Regions from separate parts of the Mus musculus genome. Here regions 2 and 3 are each linked to region 1. The links are chromatin contacts, called in public HiChIP or PLAC-seq and promoter capture Hi-C maps. All regions are on one chromosome and are shown on one strand. The core of a region is the stretch at or near the end of the contact, and the rest is flanking DNA. Distances in the headings are between cores, read along the strand shown. Region 1 holds the start of Rinl (Ras and Rab interactor-like). Region 2 overlaps Actn4 (actinin alpha 4). Region 3 overlaps Map4k1 (mitogen-activated protein kinase kinase kinase kinase 1).

Region 1 (2,700 bases), core at 19-2,518:
CTGAGCTCTTGAATGGACTGCAGAGGCCCACAGCTATGACTGGTTTTTTGTTTTTCGTTTTTTTTTTTTGTTTTTTGTTTGTTCTGTTCTTTCGAGACAGTTCAGACTAGCTTGGATTGCTCTGTAGTCAAGACTAGCCCCAGACTCATGGCAATCCTCCTGCTTCAAGCTCTCAGGCGTTGAGATAATAGGCTGCAGCACCATGCCTCACTGGGGTAGCAGTACCATTCTTTATTGCTGAGGGACAGACCACTCTGAGGACCCCAGGAGGAAGGCCCATGTATCTTGGGGTGGGGGAGAACAGTTCCAACAGGAATTAAGAGAGTGGAAGGGGATAAGTTCTGGAAAAGCTTTTGGCTCGCTCCGTCTGCTACCCAGATGCAACATGACACCCATCTCTTCCCTTCCCAGATTTCAGAGGAGCCCTAACACACCCTCCCCCACATTTGTTTAAAAACTTGTTTTCTTTTTTGGAGACAGGGTCTCACTATGTTGATCTGGCTGTCCTGGAACTCTTGATATAGACTAGGCTGTCCCGGAACTTACAGAGATCCGCCTGCTTCTTTCTTCCGAGTGCTGGGATTAAAGGCATGCGCCACCACCGCCCAGCTTCCATTATTTGTCAAACATTCATTTTTCTTTCTTTTTTTGAGACAGGACCTTGTATAGCCCAGGCTTGTTTCATACTTGCTGTGTATTTCAGCAGAGGCTAGGTTCTTACTCTTCATCTTGGTGAACACTACACCCCAAGTGTTCACTAAGAGGGGATTGCCAACCCCAAGTGAACCCTTCCGGGTATTCCCCGCAGCAGTCTCAGGAGTAAGGCATGTGGGGCTGGAGAGACCATCCAGCTGTTTCCCATCATCTATCCATCCTCCACCATCTCACCCCCATCTTTCTGCCTGAATTCCTGGCCCAGCATTTAGGTGACCTGCTGGCCTAGGAAAAGGTCTGATAAGCAAGCTAGCCCTATTCTGAAGGCTCCATTTCTCTTAGGGCATTGTGTGCAAGCCAGATAATTATCAGCTACATAAATTACTGAGCTGCCAACTAGCAACTTCAGGTGTTGGGGTGGGGAGCACACCTCAGGGACAGGCAGGGAAGAAGGGTGAAGAGGGGGAGGCAGTGCTCCCTTGGGAGGAGATCCGGACATGGGTAGGGCTGGGCAGGGTTGGATGGAGGCAGCTGTGGGTGCAAATGGGACCAGATGTTTGGTCCCTGGGGGCCCTACCTGTTCCGAGGGGAGCCAGAGCAGCAGGAAGTGAAAGTGCTCTCTAGAGAGGAAGCCAGGAAGGCAGGGGAAGAGGCGGGGCTGGGGCATCTGAAATCACCTTCCTCTGTCTTTCCGGGGTCAGTATTAGGGGATCCACTTTGGAGGACTGAGCCTCTGGCAGGCTGAGAGCCAGGGTAAAAAGTCACCAGGCTACCCTCTCCAGGGGCATAGCTTGGTCCCAGTCACCATTACTCCTAAGATCCTGGAGCCATAGATGGTCTGGAGTCTTTATGGTCCAGCCTTCTCCCTTCCCCAGATGCCTTAAGTACCCACTAAAAGAAGCAGAGGCCACACAAGTCATGGTTAGTTGCTTTGTTTTGTTTTTTAATTTGTTTCTAATAAGCAAGGTCTCTTGCTCATCCACCAACAGCTGGCAAGTGGGTCCCCAGGAAAGGGAGCCTAGTACCCACTTTGTTGGAGGCAGAGAGTTGGCAGGCCTTCAGGCTCAGAGATCCCACAAGGCCCCACCCCCTTGGGTGAAGTTCTATTTGTAGAGTCCAGCCCCTATGCGGGGTAGGTTAATTTGATTTAGCCATAGGCCCCCTGAAAACAATAGAGAAATGCCTTATTCTGGCACTGTTAGGGGTTTTGGGGTAGCCTGTTGTCTGGGAATAATTAGAAGTTAGGGAAGGCTGCTTCTTGCCTGGGTGGTTAGAGGCTATGGTGGTTAGAGGCTATGGTGGTTAGAGGCTATGGTGGTTAGAGGCCCCAGCTACAGACTGCACAGGCCTCAGCCCCTAGGTATATTAGGCTTTTCTGGGATTGAGTTGGGGACCCTGATTTCAAGAACGTGGTTAAAGAACGAAGGGTCTTTGAGCTCACACAAGCTGCATGTTAAGAGGGCCCAGTGCTGGCCGGGCTCCGCTGTCCTGCGGGAGGTCATGGTTACTGTTACTGCTGTTCCTCTTTCTCTTTGGTCCTGGCCGCCTCCTTGGCAGGCGGTGGGGACTTTCCAGGGGAGATGGTAGTGCTGGGGTTGGGGGCCTGTGACCCTGACTGGGCATCTATGTTGGCATGCTCCCTCCGGACAAGGTCTTCCAGTTCCTTCTGTAGGGGGCAAAGTTGACGCAAGTCAGGTTACCGTAAACCCCATGGGCCTGGGCTCAGGGTGGGCTGGGGTGGCCCAGCTCCTCACCTTCCATCCGAGGAGGTCAGCGAGAGCCAGGCAGCCTTGATCACAGTCACCCAGCCAGGCCACGTCCCTGCAGGGTGAGCAGGAGTAAGAGAACAGGCTGAGGACCAGCCGGCCTTCTGTCTTCTCTCCCTCCTCACCCACCCTTCTCGAGCTGCTCACCCAGGCCCAGCCTCACCTGTAAGCCTTCTTGGAGTCAAAATCCATGCCACCTCCCAGGCCCATCATCATGCCCAGGAAGGGGTCCGTCTGTGGGGAGAAGACAGCTAAGGGCACAGCCCTGAGCCAGCAGACC
Region 2 (2,700 bases), core at 40-2,539, 130 kb before region 1:
TGTGTCCCCGGTTCCCTGTGCTTCAAGGCTATTTGTATTGTGTTGCTGTGGCCCCTGGGTTCCATCCCTCAGGGATCTGGTGCAGGTAATGGACCTTTGTATCACTCACAGCCCATTTCAGAGGCCTTAGAAACTAGCAAAGTGATCACCTCTTTGCCTGGGCAGCTGGTAACCTAGATTCCAGAAGGCCGAGCCCTGAAAGTACCTTTATAGTTAGTGACAAGGCCCAGGGCCCAGGAGCAGTCTCTGCTTTCAGGAAGTGAAAAGCTGTCTCACTGGGTCCAGCTTGGCCTGCGCCTGGCAGATAGGCGATAACAAAGGTGGCTATTTACCATAGAAATAAATAACTGCATCTCTCCATGGCCAAGTCCTGGATGTCCTGTCTGAGGACCCATGGAAGCAGGAGGCATGGGCACTGTCAGAGGCCACAGCAGACAAGGTGGGACTTCAGGAGGTGGGATGGCGCCCTCTCCCTCAAAGCAGCCGGTGCCCCAGCGGAGCTACAGACCCAACACACCCAACACGGTATTTCAGAGATGAGGTTTGAAACCCCAGGACCCCTGGCCTCTGTGTTCCTTGGGGGAGGTTGCTGTGGGCAACTTCAGTTCACCCTAGGCCAAGGGAAGTGCAGTTCAGTCTCTTTGGGTCAGGCAGTGGATTGATTGGCTTGCTGAGTGGGTGGCAGTGCAGAACGGGGGCTGGCGGTTGTGAATCTTGAGGTATTGAACAGTTTATCCTAAAATTGTGTCAAGTGAGAGGTTGATGGAACCCACATGTGTGGTGTGCTGGGTAGACCAAACTCTTTGTCCCTTCACATCAGGGCCAGCATGTGTGCCCTAGCCTTGGAACACATCACAGCCTGTCTCTTAGGTTCAGACAGACATTACAGGGCTTTTTGTTCTGTGCTGGTGCAAAGAACGACTTTTGTATTGGGGAATGAAAAAGAAAATAGAAGGGACAATTCCAGCTGGGCCAACTGCATACTGTCAAGGGTCATCCTTGTATTTGCCATCCCAGCCTGCTATGGCACTTGGCCACTGGCTTTGGGAGTGTTTGCTTTCTTTCTTGCTCAGGGACAACCCAGAGAGAGCTCACCTCTCCGGGTTGGGGGAGGCGTCTCCATCAATGAAAGGCTCATTAAAGCCCACTGCTGCCACATTCCTGGCCGCTTAAGTCACCTCACAAACAATATCCATCATTCATTTACCCAGCCGCCCCACATCCTGATGGCTGGGAGGGGACCCTGTGACACAGGAAGGACTTTATGACCAGTGATGCCAAGCTTTCTTCCCCTCCCCCAACCCTAGCTAGGGTCCCTAAGGAGGCTGCTCACTGTACCCAGCTCAGCCCTGGCCTCACCTAAAGTTGTGCTGAGCACTGAGCTTCCCCTCTCCTCCGGCTGCGGCTGCCTTTTTACCGTGCCTCTGGCCGGGAGCAGCATGGCAGCCCCAAAAGGGCTTTGCCTGCTTCAGCAGGAACAGCACCTTCTTGATGAAGTCTGCAGACTCTCCAGAACCAGTTCAGTTGCTTACAGCCCATGCAGACACTCTGGCTTCTCCCCAGTGACACTGAGGCGTGAGTCTGCATCTAAGTCACACCAGGCATTCTTGACGTGGCTTCTCTGCCCTCCTCTTGCCAGAAGAAAGTTTCTACTTTCTCTGCATCTTTCTTTTCTTCCTGGTTCTAGCACACTGGCCTCCTGCTTTTTATATACACTCCATGTGATCTTTGCAAGACCCAGGAAGCTGTCCTGCTGTCATTCTTTATTCTTGCTCCTGAATTTGAGCAGGTTCTGCTTCCATTTGTGTCTTATTCTTTGTGATTCCCTCACCGCTGCTGCATATATATTCATTCATTCTCATTCTCTCTCTCTCTCTCTCTCTCTCTCTCTCTCAATGGGTATGACTGGTGTGGGCAGCTGCCTCGGCCAAAGCTCTCCATTTTCTCTTGTGTTAACTAGGAGCAGTACTAGTACTGCTTCACTGAGCTGTGTGAGAGTAGACATGCTGCTGTGGGGCAGGCATGTGGACTGGGGCTGCCAGTGAGCTGCTTGTGACAAATCTGCTGTAGTGATTGTTCCTCACTGCTAAGGGATGCTTGATGTGGAATGTGACTGGATTGATTGGTTGTGCACTGGCCCTGCTAAGGGTGAGGAGTATGCTAACTCAGTTTCTATCTGGTGGTGCGGTGTTGTTGTTTGGTTTGGTTTGGTTGTTTTGAAACAGGGTCTCTCTACATAACCCTGGTTGTCTTATGTTAACCAGGTTGGCCTTGAACTTACAGAGATCTACTTGTCTCTACCTTCTGAGTGCTGGGATTAAAGCTTCCTTGTCCGTCTTTTCTGTCAGGGCTTGATTCCCGCTAGGTACTCACTCCACAGGCCTGGCCTAGAGACAGAAACATAGCAGATGGCTGACTCCAGGCAACTGGATTGTTGCAAGTAGGCCTGGGAATTGAGCACAGAGGAGGAAGTTGGGGTGGGCACAGGGAGTGAGGCCTCCAGCTATAGAAACCACCCTCTGCCGTCCACCTCACAGTGCTAATATGTACTGGGAACGGAGAGAAAGAATCTGAGCAGAGTGTTATTTTTGTGACCAAGTATAAAAAAGCTATGAATTTTTAATGTCCCTTTTCAACCCTAGAACCCCCTCACTTATCCTGCTGCATGGAGCAGTGGTGACTGCAGCCACTTGTTCCCAC
Region 3 (2,700 bases), core at 163-2,662, 210 kb before region 1:
GTGGAAACCTCCTCTCCACACCAGCAGCCTCTCCTATTCCCCATTCGTCCCTCCACCACCATACCTGGGGGAGCAGAGCAGACGGAAGGTGAGGGTGGGGTCTCTCAGCTCCTGCAGCGGCTGTAGAGAAAGTGTGTCTGTGTGTGTGCGGAGAAGTAGGGCCTTCCCTCTCCCTACAGACACGGCTTCCTCAGGGTAAGTCTAACCCCAGACCCACTCATGAAGCTGTGTGACTTTGACAAACATGTGACTTAACTGCTCTGTGTCCAAGACTACTAACCTGCAAAGTCGCCGCGCCCTATCGGATAGGCAACTGTGAAGGGTGGGTAAGTCAGGAACCAGGGAGCCGGTACGATGTGTGCCCTGAAGCTTCCCTACACGAGTCCCTGTCCTGACCCAGGGCTTCTCCAAGCCCATTTAAAGGATGTGAAGGTTGAGGATGAGGGCAAGGGAGTGGTGTGAACTGAAGGAGCCTACCTGTTTCAAGCCTGGAGCCCACACCTGAACTCCATGCTTCCAGAAGGCCTCGAGTCGATCTTCAACCATAGCTAGAGAGGAAGCAGTTCCCTGTGACCTGGAGGTCACAGAGCTCCCACTCTTGACCCTGGACCCTCCCAACTAACACATACCCACAGCCTCGACCGCTTCTGTCATGGGGATCTCAGGGGTGCGGAGCCCAGGAGCTGGTGCCCCCTCTGGGGTCACTAGCTTTAGAGAGCCTGAAGGGAAGTGGAAGGAAGGCTTTGAGCACAACGTCCTGGGCTGAGGACCGGAAAGGGAAGGGAGGAAGGCTCTTACCATCCATCAACACCATCACCATGTCTTCCTTTACTTGGATCACCTGCACTGGTCCCTTGTGCTCTGCGCGAGAGGCAGGGGCTTAAGAACTAACTGCCTAGCTCTGTTCAGCTAGCACCCCTCAGGTCCCTGCCTGCCACGTGCGCTCCACCCTGCCACGTGCGCTCCACCCTGTTATGACCAGTCAAGGAAGACCACACACCCTGTTCCATCTCTTTCTCGGTATCGGGTTCGGGCATAGCCCTGCCCAACCATTCTGCCCTTCCCCTTCCCTGGTGCCCTAACCTGTAGTCCCATCCTTGATTGGCCCCTTCTCACAAGCCACATCCTTTCCAGAAACCATGCCCCTTTTCTGAAGCTCCGCCCTCTTCCCTAGGCCCCGCCCCTTCCCTGCAGCCTGAACCCCGCCCTGCAGCCCCGCCTTGGTCTGCAACTTTTCCCTATTGTCCTCTTTCCTGAAGCACTACCTTTCCAGGACTGCCTTTTCCCTACAGCCCCTCCTTCCCCGGCAGCGTCTCCCTTCCTAGCATCCTTGCCTCTTAGGGGCAAGGCCCACTCACCCGTGCTGGAGTCGTCCAGCCAGCAGGACAGCGCACCGAAGCGCACGGTGTGGAAGAGCACCGACTTTGCCGCCTGCCCCGGGCTCACGCCGATGCACACAGCTGGCAGCTCGGAGCCCGGCGTTGTCAGCAGCGTGAACACCGGCAGCGGCGTGGGCAGCGGGAACAGCACCTGCTGCAGGCCCGCGCGGGGAAGAGCGATTCAGGGAGGCTCTGAGACCGGGGGTGGGGTGGGGGACTAGGTGGGGAGTCCCTCGGAGATTTTCAGGCTTCTTTAGAAAGAAGCAAAGTGTGCTTCTAGAGTAAATGTGGCTTTGTCTGGAGGCGTGTCAACCTGGTGACGGAAAAGCAGGAACACCCCCTACACACACACACCAGGCCAACAAAACCACTTTAGACTCAAAGGGACAGACCCTTAGAGACTGAAGAATAATTAAGTTGTTCAGATGTGAGGGACGGGGCTTAAATATCAGGAAGTGGTTTTCTTTTTAACGATTTACTTATTTTTATTTTATGCGCTTGGTGTTTTGCCTGCATGTATGTCTGTGTGAGGCTGTTGAGTCCCCTGCAACTGGAGTTTCAGACCGTTGTGAGCTGCCATGTGGGTGCTGGGAACTGAACGTGGGTCCTTTGGAAGAGCAGCCAGTACTCTCTTAATCGCTGAGCCATCTCTTCAGACTCTCGGGAAATTTTCAAAATGCCTCAGGATGGGAAGGGAGCAACGACATGGACTGGCGGCTGGGGGGGGGGGGGGGCATCCCATTCTTTATATAAGCGCTAATGGTGGATGGAGCACCCTCGCTCTACAGACTTACCCGGACAAGCAAGAATTTGTTCATTGGTTGGTACCACTGGAGCAAAACCACAGACGTCTCCAATGCCCCACATAAGAATGGGCCCCCAGAGCTAGCACTCTCAGCTGTGGAAGTGGACAAGAATGGGTCAGGTCAGGGTCCCTGTCTCCCTCTAGGATCCCCCAGTATCTCTCCAAGGGTCCTGGACACCATGCCTCAACCTTATTGAGTAGACACTGGCCAGGCACCAGCCCGCCCCATCACTCTGCACCCGGAGGGAAGCTGGCTCTCACCCACACAGCAAGCCCGGCAGCCTTTGGTGTCCTGGATCTTACTGGAGACCATGTTCTTTCTGGAGGAGGAGGAAGAGGAGTGAGGGGCTGCGCGGGCGCACTGGGGGCAGGGAAGCCAATGGCGCCCTGTGGGGCTCCTACCTTGCCAGTAACCGGTGAGGGCTAATGTGAGCAATGGGGCTTCCCGTTCTGCCGTCTTTCCTTTCAAGCAGGCCCAGGATGCTATGAGAATACAGGTAGGGTGTCTTCCCTGCA

What was found. Promoter capture Hi-C pulls out the DNA fragments that hold promoters and counts their contacts. HiChIP or PLAC-seq counts read pairs in DNA pulled down with a chosen protein or histone mark.
Region 2: a contact with region 1 is called in a promoter capture Hi-C map of the HPC-7 cell line. The contact joins the enhancer-like site here to the promoter of Rinl in region 1. A contact is called at or near these places in 18 of 39 promoter capture datasets (the 3T3-L1 cell line, 3T3-L1-derived adipocytes, the C10 cell line and 13 more), 2 of 15 datasets of contacts at CTCF or cohesin (CD8 T cells and pro-B cells), 5 of 484 Hi-C or Micro-C datasets (Th1 cells, bone marrow-derived macrophages, cerebral cortex and 2 more), 18 of 115 datasets of contacts at active chromatin or transcription factors (the 230-238 cell line, the HPC-7 cell line, the NIH/3T3 cell line and 13 more) and 4 of 9 other capture datasets (adipose tissue, embryonic stem cells, liver and 1 more).
Region 3: a contact with region 1 is called in an H3K4me3 HiChIP or PLAC-seq map of craniofacial prominence, with 3 times the contacts expected there. The contact joins the enhancer-like site here to the promoter of Rinl in region 1. A contact is called at or near these places in 11 of 39 promoter capture datasets (the C10 cell line, the HPC-7 cell line, cranial neural crest and 7 more), 1 of 484 Hi-C or Micro-C datasets (nephron progenitors), 8 of 115 datasets of contacts at active chromatin or transcription factors (bone marrow-derived macrophages, craniofacial prominence, embryonic basal ganglia and 5 more) and 3 of 9 other capture datasets (adipose tissue, embryonic stem cells and liver).

The regions. Positions count from the first base shown.
Region 1 is chr7:28,787,537-28,790,236 of GRCm38.p6, reverse strand. Rinl (Ras and Rab interactor-like) reads right to left here and starts at 1,268. Exons shown (of 12, transcript NM_177158.5): 1 at 1,232-1,268. Sirt2 (sirtuin 2) reads right to left here. Exons shown (of 16, transcript NM_022432.4): 14 at 2,584-2,654; 15 at 2,409-2,475; 16 at 1,572-2,320. The coding sequence ends at 2,165.
Region 2 is chr7:28,922,545-28,925,244 of GRCm38.p6, reverse strand. The region is part of intron 1 of Actn4 (actinin alpha 4); the gene reads left to right. Among named protein-coding and RNA genes, the nearest start is that of Gm38978, 3.6 kb to the left of the region's middle. Within about 2 kb of position 1,289, at least 60 of the 459 cell types and tissues checked have an H3K27ac peak or open chromatin away from gene starts, as enhancers often do. A contact at or near this core is called in adipose tissue, cerebral cortex and oligodendrocyte precursor cells, where this site is marked.
Region 3 is chr7:28,999,768-29,002,467 of GRCm38.p6, reverse strand. It overlaps Map4k1 (mitogen-activated protein kinase kinase kinase kinase 1), which reads right to left. Exons shown (of 32, transcript NM_008279.2): 24 at 2,587-2,695; 25 at 2,446-2,504; 26 at 2,174-2,277; 27 at 1,359-1,533; 28 at 799-861; 29 at 630-719; 30 at 478-548; 31 at 65-120. Among named protein-coding and RNA genes, the nearest start is that of Map4k1, 18 kb to the right of the region's middle. Within about 2 kb of position 1,412, at least 157 of the 459 cell types and tissues checked have an H3K27ac peak or open chromatin away from gene starts, as enhancers often do. A contact at or near this core is called in craniofacial prominence, nephron progenitors and second pharyngeal arch cranial neural crest, where this site is marked.